Regions from separate parts of the Sus scrofa genome. Here region 2 is linked to region 1. A link is a contact called in public HiChIP or PLAC-seq data. All regions are on one chromosome and are shown on one strand. Each heading gives the region's core, a stretch centred on a gene start, on an enhancer-like site or on the middle of the called end of the contact. The rest is flanking DNA. Distances are from core to core; before and after follow the strand shown. Region 1 overlaps SLC20A2 (sodium-dependent phosphate transporter 2). Region 2 has its middle 27 kb from the start of CHRNB3.

Evidence for each region. HiChIP or PLAC-seq counts read pairs in DNA pulled down with a chosen protein or histone mark.
Region 2: a contact with region 1 is called in an H3K27ac HiChIP or PLAC-seq map of skeletal muscle. The contact joins two enhancer-like sites. A contact is called at or near these places in 3 of 47 Hi-C or Micro-C datasets (fetal skeletal muscle, heart right ventricle and subcutaneous adipose tissue) and 1 of 2 datasets of contacts at active chromatin or transcription factors (skeletal muscle).

Annotation. Positions count from the first base shown.
Region 1 is chr17:11,508,324-11,513,990 of Sscrofa11.1, forward strand. All of the region lies in intron 2 of SLC20A2 (sodium-dependent phosphate transporter 2), which reads right to left. Among named protein-coding and RNA genes, the nearest start is that of SLC20A2, 38 kb to the right of the region's middle. Within about 2 kb of position 3,473, at least 22 of the 83 cell types and tissues checked have an H3K27ac peak or open chromatin away from gene starts, as enhancers often do. A contact at or near this core is called in skeletal muscle, where this site is marked.
Region 2 is chr17:11,658,313-11,663,939 of Sscrofa11.1, forward strand. No RefSeq gene overlaps it. Among named protein-coding and RNA genes, the nearest start is that of CHRNB3, 27 kb to the right of the region's middle. Within about 2 kb of position 1,394, at least 4 of the 83 cell types and tissues checked have an H3K27ac peak or open chromatin away from gene starts, as enhancers often do. A contact at or near this core is called in skeletal muscle, where this site is marked.

The DNA.
Region 1 (5,667 bases), core at 2,223-4,722:
AGGCCGTCCTCGCCCCCACCTCCACCCCTTCCCAGGAACAGGGAAGGCAGTGCCCGGTGGCTCTGCCCCTGGCAAAAGGCCAGATGAACTGAAAGGTGGCCTGAGGGCGACCCCGGACCTTCCCTGCTCACCCTGTTCTCCTCTCCTTCCTTCCATTCTTGGCTCTGCCAGCTCACTCGATGTGTAAGTCAGCTCTGGGGCCCGCCTACTTCGAGCACGAGGGTTCTTGGCGAGTAGGCACCATCGCTTCCTTTGTGCATTGTTTGGCTCTGGGGGCGCTTACTACAGCTGAACAGTAACAGTGCCCCAGCATTTCCAGGAGCCCTCAGATTCCCTGCCCGGGGGCTGGGTCCTACGACCACACCCTGTGCCCTAGATGGCAGAGCCCAAGCCCACCCCCCGCCCCCGCTGCTCCAGATAGAACGTGGAAACTCAGCATTGAGCCTGAGCCCTGCAACATTTCCTTCTGGGAGAGAACATTCCAGAGCTGTGGTCCCTGAGCAGCTCCAAACCAAAAGGGAAGCTGGGGAGTTCCCGTCGTAGCTCAGTGGTAACAAACCCGACTAGAATCCATGAGGATACGGGTTCGATCCTTGGCCTCACTCAATGTGCTAAGGATCCGGCGTTGCCATGAGCTGCGGTGTAGATCACAGATGTGGCCTGAATCTGGCATTGCTGTGGCTGTGGTACAGGCTGGCAGCTATAGATCCGATTCGACCCCTAGCCTGGGAACTTGCATATCCTGCAGGTGCGGCCCTGAAAGAAAAGAAAAAAAAAAAAAAAAAAACTAATTGCAAGCTGGTGATAACAGAAGTTCCCATCCAGCCACAGTGCCCCATGGACAGCCGCACGTGGACGCGGGGCATCCAGAGGAAGGGTCCTCTCCGTCTCCCTGAGCCCCCTTGAGGCTTACAGCAGATGGCCCTTCTCTAGGAATCCAGAGCAGTCAGGAGTTCCTCTGTCAGGGCCTCTGGGGCTAGAACTATTTTGAGAGGGGGAGGATGAGGACGGGAGGGCGGGCTGCCAGGAGAGCAGGGCACACACGACTGGAGGCATCAAGTCAAGAGCAGTGTGCCCAGCACACAGCTGAAGCCACAGGCTCCGGCCACAGCCCAGAGCTACCCAGGTTTCTCGGCATCTGGATTCCCGTGGGAGGCTGAGGTGAGTGCACAGGGACCTGTCAGGGCCAAGGTCACGGCCAGTCCACAAAGCCTCTTCTCAGGAGGGGACTGTGACCGTAGCAGGGAGGAGCATCATCACGGGCAAACAGGAGAGAGTCCCACCCCGACCCTGACATCATGGAAACGTGCTCCTCTGCCTCTATCACTGTTTCACAGCGCGCGTAAATCACCAAGGCAACAGGCTGCAAGTGGTGATGAGCATTTCAGCAACTCCTCCTAAAAGAACACAGGCTTCCTCATGGTGCAAACACCTCTGGAAACTCCTTTTGTTAAATTAAAAACTAGATGGCTCTTAAACAGCTTTTCTTTTCCACAGGACTAAACTACAACGGAGCAGATGAATAACAGCTTGAAAATGAGCTCATGTCCAACTACAGCACACCTCTAAAGCCTGGCATTCTGATGGTGCCTTGGTAACAGTTAACAGAAGAACAGTTAGTTCCTTTGGATAAAAGTATATACTCTGAAGGACACGCTCATCGGCCCTTGAACGGCTGAAGATGACATTACAGACTTTGCCGTTATAATTGCCAGGGATCTGGGCGGCACACTTCTCTTCGGCTCAATAAAAAGGCTTAAGGTTTTTTTTTTTTTTTTTTTTTTTTTAAGTTTCTTTCTAAAAATAGCCCAAGAACTCAGTTCTCTTTTTCCTTCTTACATTCTTGTCCTACTAACTGTGCCACTGAAACATTTCCTTTCATTGTTGGCACCTTGGGTCGTTGGGATTTAAAAATCAGACAATACATAACAACAAAGAAGTCTTTAAATGCAGCTTTCCAAATGGAAAATGGCATCTAAGGGCATGCCTTCCTCTAGGCCCACAGATACTGGAGCCCTGAGGTCTGGGGAACAGCAAAGACACCACCCATTAGAGTCGGTGCCTTAAAATCCACATTCCCAGAGGGGAGATAATTTACCCGTTAATGGATTAAGAAATTCCTGTCGGTTCCCTGTCATAAGCAAGCTGTTTGGCATGAAGTCAGAGTCCTTGGAATTAAAACACTTCAAACTTTAGCAAAGGTGATTAAGACTCAACTCAAAATATTTATTCTAGGTTAAAATCTTTAGGTTTCTTCAGTCCAAATTTAAATTGGCAGCAACGTGTTAAATCAAGAGCAGAGTCAGGATTAGGGAATTCCATGACCTTTGATTAATTGCGATTACTAAATCCATCTTCCAGAGGATGCGTTCAATTACTAGCCAAAGGCATCCTCCTAAATTTACCTTTATTTTTTTAAGAGCTTCTCTTTAGGAGTAGGAGGGTCTGTTTTTAAGGACAACAATCCTCCTTAAAAAGAAAAAACTCGCCATCTGCATATTTTACAAAATCACATTTGACACTCTCATTATTTCTGCACATAAACTTGTAGCTCACGGTAAGTACAATTCCACAGGAATTTTTAACATGTTTTTTCCTCTAAGAGTTAGGTTACCATTGAAAATAAAGCTCATTAACACACCACTCTATTAACCAAAGATTTTAACTGGTAAAATATATAATAATCCACAGGTTGCTTTTGCAAAGATAAAAATAGTAAGAATCAAATACTTTCTCCTAGGCAAACTGAGTAAGGCAGGTTTCTTGCAGCAGAATACGTTTCAGGAAAAAAACCTTTCGGCTCCATTCTTAGAACACCCTCAAGTACCCATCCCAGAGTTTCCAGTTTCCCCGAGAGAGAGAAAAAAAAATTACTGTGATAGCAACATTAGGAAGATTCAAGGAGAAAAGACCAAAGAACAAAGATTTCTAAAAAATCTCAGACATTCACTCAGTACTTACAAAGTACTTTCAAAGGAAATCGGAGCTGCAATTCTTCAGAAGACTGCTCCTGGGATCACGAACACAATCTCAGTCTAAAACAGGCTCCTCTCACATCGGGCGAGAAGTCACATTTCAGCTTACTAACTTCTACTTGGGTAAACAGTTTTACAACTCATAGAACAAACCCCAGCTAAAATTAACTGCACCGGCGAGGCCGGCAGGAACTCGCTGATCTGCATCATGTGTGCGGGGGTTTATCCAACAGGACAACATCGGTGTCCTCTTAATGGGAGATCTGGCCAAGGGGCGTGCTCTGGGGAACAATACCGAGCATCACAATTATGCTAATTACTGAATTCAGTCCAAGAATACTATCTCCTTTTAAGCTGTTTTGCAAGCACCGACAGAGTAAGCTCTTTTACACAACAGGAGTTCATTTGATTTTCAAGCACTTTCAATCAGACAAAACTTTGGCAACAAGGTGGCAGTGCTGCATGTTCAGAAAAGACCAAGTAAGAGGACCTTCTGTCAGATGCTTTACCAGTACTGTGTAAAATTAAGCAGGCGTCAAAGGCAACACACACCAGTAAGTCTACCAACAAATAGCCTTAAATGAGAGCTCTTCTCTCGATACAACATGAACGAATTTTGTTTGTTTCCTGGGTCTGTCTTCTGCAGTGCCCAAGGAGCTGCTCTGAGGTACGGGTTCACTGATAAATTACAACTGAAAACAAACACCTCAAAGATTCCCGAAAGGCCTCATCCCTGACAAGAAGCACTTTGAAGTACAGGCTGGAAGGGTACACTGGCCGTCTAAGAAGTATGCTAAAGCTCAAGCTGACCGTGAAAGACCCCAAGGATACCGCTGACACTTGAAAGAATATTCGGAGTAGCACGGAACTTTCTTTGAAAAAATACAACCTGCCTTTAATAAGAAAGACTTGTGTCAAAGACACACAGCGACTGCTGAATCGCAACTCAAGATGGTTCAGGCCAGTTTGCTGTAGATCGTTAAATTGCTCTGCCATGTTTTGCTCTTACTGGACACTTTATGAAAGATATCAAGGCATGCGCCAACATCAATCAGATCGCCACACATCTCTGGGAGACGTCGGGTTCCCATTTTGTTTTCTTAAATGGGCGGACGTTCAATGACTTGTCCCGCGCTTCTCTCAGGATCGGCACTGGATTACCCCGCCCCCTCCTAACCTCCCCATGACCTATCTTCCATAGTAACTATTTGGCTATAATCCCACAAATCTTTTCAGAGCTGCATATTTTCCTCATTTTAAAATGTCATATGCCAGTTTAGATTTCGAGAGATTTATTTGACTCAACTCCCAAATCCCAGGGCTGCGCTGCAGGGCTCACACCCTGATTCTCTGGCACAGGCAGGTGACACAGACCCACAGGACTTGACCATATCCCTGTGGAGCACTGTCTGCCTGTGGCCCGTCACCCAAAGTGGCGAACAGGTTGGCTTTCACTGGCAAGAGCTGGGGGCCACAACCCTTTCCTGTTGTTCACACAGCCTGCTGGCTGCCAGTCTGGGAATCCACCCCCAGGCCCGGCCTAGGCAGCTGTGACCAGCACCCACTCACCCACGAGATGGGGGGCCGTGTGCTCACCACCACCCCAACCCAAGTCGCCGGAGGTGCCCCCACCTCCCCTCTGTCCCCAAGGGAACGAAGTGGGCACGTATCAAAGATGGCTGAGCTCTGATTCATAATCAATTCTCGGTGATCCGCAGTGAACTCACTCTGGAATTCTTTACGCCAGACTCAGGGCATCGTGAGGTTACTTTTGACACAATTATCCTCCTCATCCTATTACGGCATAGTTCAGCCGAAGAGTTTCTAAGCTAAGACGTTACTTCCTCCCTAAACCAAAAACAAACCCAAAACAAAAAGACCAAAAAAGCCAATACACCATAAATATTTCTACATCGGATTTGGCTGGGAGAGGAACAGGCCGACGATGGCGCCCACGCCCACTGTGCTGCAGGCAGGCAGCACCCACCGAGCAGTTTCCCCGTTCTCTGCATGTCAAATACGCCGAGTATGGATTCCACTGTTTCTTTCAACCCTGGCCACACCTGTTCCAAAATTCAAGAATCAAAACATTCCAAAGAAAATAGTCTATCTTCCAATGTACATTAGTCACCCAGCTGCTTCCTCTTCACCAGCGAGAAGAAGCTGCTAGTCGACTGCTCCAGGCCACCTATGACAGTAGAGACAACTCTCTGTGCATCATTTACAAGCAAGTTAACTCCGCCCAATTGGTTCTCATGAACTGTGGGTGATGGGGAGGGCGGGGCAGAGCGATGCAGGTGGAGGGGGCGACGTTTGGGGTCTCAGTCCAACAGGTCCATGAAACTAAAACAAAAGCATACAGGAGACGGGAGGTCCCATTGTGGCTCATTGTAACGAACCCAACTAGTATCCACGAGTACACAGGTTCGATCCCTGGCCTCGCTCGGTGGGTTAAGGACCCAGCATTGCCGTGAGCTGTGGTATAGGTCACAGACGTGGCTCAGATCCCGCACTGCTGTGGCTACAGTGTAAGCCGGTGGCTACCGCTCCAATTCAACCCCTAGCCTGGGAACTTCCATGTGCCGCAGGTATGGCCCTAAATTTAAAAAAGGAAAGAAAGAAATGAACACAACTTGGTAAATCAACTATACTTCAATAAATTAAAAAAAACCCAAAAGCAGCTTGTTTCTAT
Region 2 (5,627 bases), core at 144-2,643, 150 kb after region 1:
AGCAATGCCGGATTCTCAATCTACTGACGGAGGCCAGGGATTGAACCTACGTCCTCATGGATCTGTCTGGTTTGCTACTGCTGAGCCACATCGGGAACTCCAATTATTTATGTAGGTATGTATGTACGTGTTTTCTTTTTAGGGCCACACCCACGACATATGAAAGTTCCCAGGCTAGGGGTCTAATTGGAGCTGCAGCTGCGGCCTACACCATAGCAACAGCAATGCAGGATCTGAGCTGCATCTGTGACCACAGCTTATGCAACGCCGGATCCTTTACTCACTGAGTGAGGCCAGGGATTGAACCTAATTCTCATGGATACTAGTCAGATTTGTTTCTGCTGAACCACGATGGGAACTCCCTTTTATTTATTTTTAAACTTTGTTGAAGTAGAGTTGATTTACAATGTTGTGTTCTTGTCTCCTGTACAGCAAAGTGACTCAGTTTTATGTATATATATGTTCCTTTTCTTAGTCTTTTCCATTACAGTTTATTACGGGATACACCATAGGACCTTGTTGTGTGAGAGGACCATTTTTTTAACCTGTATTCATGTGCATGGCTGAAAACTCCTTAATGCTAAAGGTCGAAATTAATGTCAAAAGTCCGTGATGAGGAGTTCCCTGGTGGCTCAGCAGTTAAGGATCTGGCATTGTCACTGCAGAGGCTCAAGTCACTGCTCTGGTGCAAGTTTGATCTCTGGCCCAGGAATTTCTGAATGCTGTGGGTGTGCTCCCTCCCCCCAAAAAACGTCCATGATGAGCAAAATATCAAAATTTTAAAAAGACAGGGTCAGTTAAAGCTCTGCCTTTAACCACACCAGAGCCTGAAGCAAAAGGGAAAATTAGTAACAATTTTTTGCTCATCATGGATTTTTCTATTGATTTTGATTTTTTAACATATTGCATTGAAAGATTATTTATCTTGGAGTTCCGGATGTGGCTCAGCAGTAATGAACCTACTAGTATCTAGGATTCAATTATTGGGTTAAGGATCCAGCGTTGGCATGAGCTGTGGTGTAAGTCACAGACGTGGCTCGGATCCGGTGTTGCTGTGGCTGTGGTATAGGCTGGCAGCGGCAGCTCTGACTGGACCCTAGCCTGGAAACTTCCATGTGCTGAGGGTGTGACCCTAAAAAGAAAAAAAAAAAAAAAAAAGATTATTTATCTTGACAGCTGAATTTGGGGGGCCCTCTTAGGGCCTGTACCCAAAGTGAGTGGTTCTACCTCCTCACCCTGCCCCCTACCTTGAAGCAAGGGCGCCATGACCATGACCGAGCTTTGTGTACCCCTGAAGGCAGGAGTGGAAAAAAGGGATCTCTCTCCATCACTCTTCTCAGCTGCCATCTGCTCTGCTTTTGTGGCCAAGCAGGGTGGCACTGGTGATTCAGCCCTAATTACAAGCGGTAAGACACAGGGCTTCCTTTTCGAGGCCACACAGGTCACAGCCGTCAGCAGTTCTGTCCCCTCCCACCAGCTGCCAGCCTCCTCTGCACCCAGCCAAGCCATCGCCAGCCAAGTGAGGATCAGCTCCCAGTCCTCACTGCTTCTGCAGCCTCCTCCTCTTCCCCAGCGTCCCCGAAACCACGGGCCACACACCCTCCCATGAGAGCAGGTGGCCCAGCTCCATTAGCAGGGGGAGGGAAGGGGGCAAGAGGACCTTAACCTTGAAGGGAGGCTGAAGCAGTTGTTAGAAGGTTAAACTGAGCAGTCTCACTTCCAAGAGCCTATCCTGACCACAGAGGGGGCTTTCATCTAAGACTGAATAGGGAAGCCAGGGTCTGCCCTTTTCCATTGGAAGCCACGGACAATTGCCTTCAATGAGTGCATTTAAAAGGACAATGGGAGGAGTTTCTCTTGTAGCTCGGTGGTAACAAATCCATGAGGTATCCATGAGGATGCTGGTTCCATCCCTGGCCTCACTCAGTGGATTAAGGATCCTGTGTTGCCATGAGCCTGCAGTGTAGGTAGCAGATTCGGCTCAGATCTGACATTGCTGTGCCTGTGGCGTAGGCCAGCAGCTGTAGCCCTGATTCGACCCCTAGCCTGGGAACTTCGACCCCTAGCCTGGGCCACAGGTGTGGTCCTAAAAAGCAAATAAAATAAAATAAAACAAACAAAAAAAGCCAAATCTGGGCTAAGTTTTGTTTTTTTTGGATTTTTGGTCTTTTTGTCTTTTCTAGGGCCACTCCTGTGGCATGTAGAGGTTCCCAGGCTAGGGGTCGAATCCGAGCTGTAGCCACCTGCCTATGCCAGAGCCACAGCAACGCAGGATCTGAGCCAAGTCTGCAACCTACACCGCAGCTCACAGCAACACCGGATCCTTAACCCACTGAGCAAGGCCAGGGATTGAACTGGCAACCTCGTGGTTCCTAGTCGGATTTGTTAACCACTGAGCCACGACGGGAACTCATGGGCTAAGTTTTAAAAAGTGAAATAAATAAATAAAAGGACAATGGAAGAGAAAATCAAATTTGTTTGCCAGATACTCCTTATGTCAGCAGTTAACCAAAGGAGTTCTCTTTTGTTTGTTTTGCTTTTTAGCACATGTGGCATATGGAAGCTCCCAGGCTAGGGGTTGAATAAGAGCTGCAGCTGCCGACCTATACCACAGCCACAGCAATGCCAGATCCAAGCCTTATCTGTGACCTACACTGCAACTCCTGGCAACACCAGATCCCCAACCCACCGAGTGAGGCTAGGGATCGAACCCAAGTCCTCATGGATAATTCCCAGGCTGGGGATTGAATCAGAGTTACAGCTGCTGGCTTACATCACAGCCACAGCAACGTGGGATTCGAACTGCATCTTCGACCTACACCACAGCTCATGGTAACGCCAGATCCTTAATCCACTGAGTAAGGCCAGTGATCAAACCCACTACCTCATGGATACTAGTCGGATTCATTTCTGCTGTGCCACAGTGGGAACTCCATCAAGTCCTTGTCTTTTTCTTTTCTGCCTGTTGCCAAAACTCATCCTCTGTCACCAGTGCCAAATAGAAACACAGAGACAGGGTTTTGGGTGAAGGAGAAAAAAGTAACTTTATTGCTTAGCCAGGCAAAGGGCTAATGCCCTAAAGACTGTGCTCCCCCTTTAGAGATTAGGAGGTGATTTTACAGTTTGGGAGTGGGAAATAGGGCCATGGATAAGGATCAGGGGGGAGGCAAGCTGTCATTCTTCATAGTTGGCCCCTGGACTGGTTCTGCTGGTCCCCCTCTCCTGTTTTCATTTGTTGGGGGTTTTAGTTCCACAGGAAGGCTCAAAGATGTTTTATGTATATTCCTTGAAGAGGAACCAGGACCCTGCCCCAAGCTGCTTTGTTGTTTCTTGACTTTTCCTCCCGATTATCAACTCTTTGAACCTGCCCTTTGGAACTCAGAGAAGGCCATGGAGGCTTAAGCTTATTCCCTAAAAGCAAGAAATGGGGGACCCTGAAAAGCCTGTGTACCCAGACGCCCCACAGAGTCCTGCTTGGTTTCATGCCCACACTTTTTCCATGGTGATGTCAGCCCTGCTACATCTGCCTGCCTGAAGTCTTGCATTTTCACTGGGAGTCTCAAATCCAACACATGTAACATGAAACTTATCATCTTCTATCAAAAATAAATCTTCCGAAATGGAGATCCTATTTTGGAAATGTGTCTGTTGCTTTTCCCCACTACAACCCCTGGTGTGCGGTTTCTGACCACTGATTTGCTTCTGGGAGGGTTAGGCTTGTTGTGGGAAGAATGCAAACAGGGGGAGGATACGGGTCAGCTTTTGGGATCTAGAGCAGTCTCACATAAACAATCATTTATTATGGAAAATCCCAAACAGAGGCAAAAGCAGGCAGAAGAAAATGCAATCCTTTGTGTACTGTACCCAGCTTCAACAGTTATCAACCTGTGATCAATTGTGTTTATCTAAACCCCCTACTGTTAAAAGCCAGCAGGAAGGACCCTGGGGCTCCTGGGCACAAAAGCCTATGTTCCTCATCGCCATTTAGGAAATAGGCTTCATTCAGCCTCCTTGACCTACCTAGAGTTCAAACAATTGCTAATCAGAGAAGGGAGGGGATGCAGAGACCTGGGAGGAGCAGGCAAGAAACAATAGGGCAGCCTTGGGGCAGGGTCCTGGTTCCTCCTCAAGGAACCTAGATAACAATGTCTTTGATTTTTTTCGGAAGCACTAAAACCCCCAACAAATGGAAGATAGGAATGAAACATTAGTCCTGCTGGAAAGAAGGACCCACAGAACAAGTCCTAGGACGACTCATCACCAGCTATGAAAAACAACGCAAGCATGCATCTACCCTAATCCTCAGCTGTGGCCCTATTTGTCACTCCCAAACTATCAAACCACCTCCTATTCTCCCCCAAAGGGGGGCATGGTCTTTAGGGCATTAGCCTGCTGTGACCCTCCTTTGCCTGGCAAAGCAATAAAGTTGTTTTTTTTCCCTCCTTCACGGAGTTTTAGCAACACTATCACTTTAAAAAAGAAAATCATTAAATATCTAAGCAGCATTCACTTTTTCCTGATCGTCCTATAAGGGACAACCTTAGCCCCCCTCAAAATGTGTCTCTTGGGCTTGAGAATGACTTGGAGGCTAATTGAGATAAGGAGCAAGGTAAGATGCTCAGGAAGTGCTTTTATCTTCTCGCCTTAACTGCCTAAAAGAATTCAGATATAGGGCCTGTTCTAGAAAGAAACATCACCATAGGCAAAAAACAAAAATCACGGGTCAGTTCGTCCCGGTTGGTGGGCGGCCAGGTGGTCTACACCCGACATCCGACCTATCCGCGACCCCATAGCCCACCCCGACACCATCGTGGCCAGTGGTTAATGAATCCGAGTAGGAACCCTGAGGTTGCAGGTTTGATCCCTGGACTTGCTCAGTGGGCTGAGGATCCGGCATTGCCGTGAGTTGTCGTGTAGGTCGCAGACGCAGCTCGGATCCCACGTTGCTGTGGCTCTGGCGTAGGCCAGTGGCTACGGATCCAATTAGATCCCTGACCTGGGAACCTCCATGTGCCTCGGGAACAGCCCTAGAAAAAGCAAAAAACCAAAAAAAACCCCAAATCACAATGTGAGCAAGGTGTGGTAGTCTGGGGGAAACTTAGAAAGAAAGCCTGCTTGAGCAAAGTCTCCTCTGTGTTCCATCGTCCCTGCATCATCCACAAACACTTTTCATTGCACCTTTGCTCTTCCTCCTGCACTTTGCCTTCCTTCCTTTTGAAGGCAAGCCCCTCCCCCTCCTTCTCCTCTCAGCTGACGAACTGCCCAGCTCAAAGGCCTGACTTATCCTGGGGACCCATAGTCTTTTGGAACCTCCATACATACATAATTATATTTGATTTACTTCCATTAATCTGTCCCATGTTAATCTAATTTTTAGACCATAAGAAGTGCAGAGGAGGAGTTCCCGTTGTGCTGCAGTAGAAATGACTCCAACTAGGAACCATGAGGTTGCAGGATCAATCCTTGGCCTCGCTCAGTGGGTTAAGGATCCGGTTTTGCTGTGAGTTGTGGTCACAGACTCGGATCTGGCGTTGCTGTGGCTGTGGTGTAGGCCAGCAGCTGTAGCTCTGATTAGACCCCTAGCCTGGGAACCCCCATATGCTGCAGATACGGCCCTTAAAAAAAAA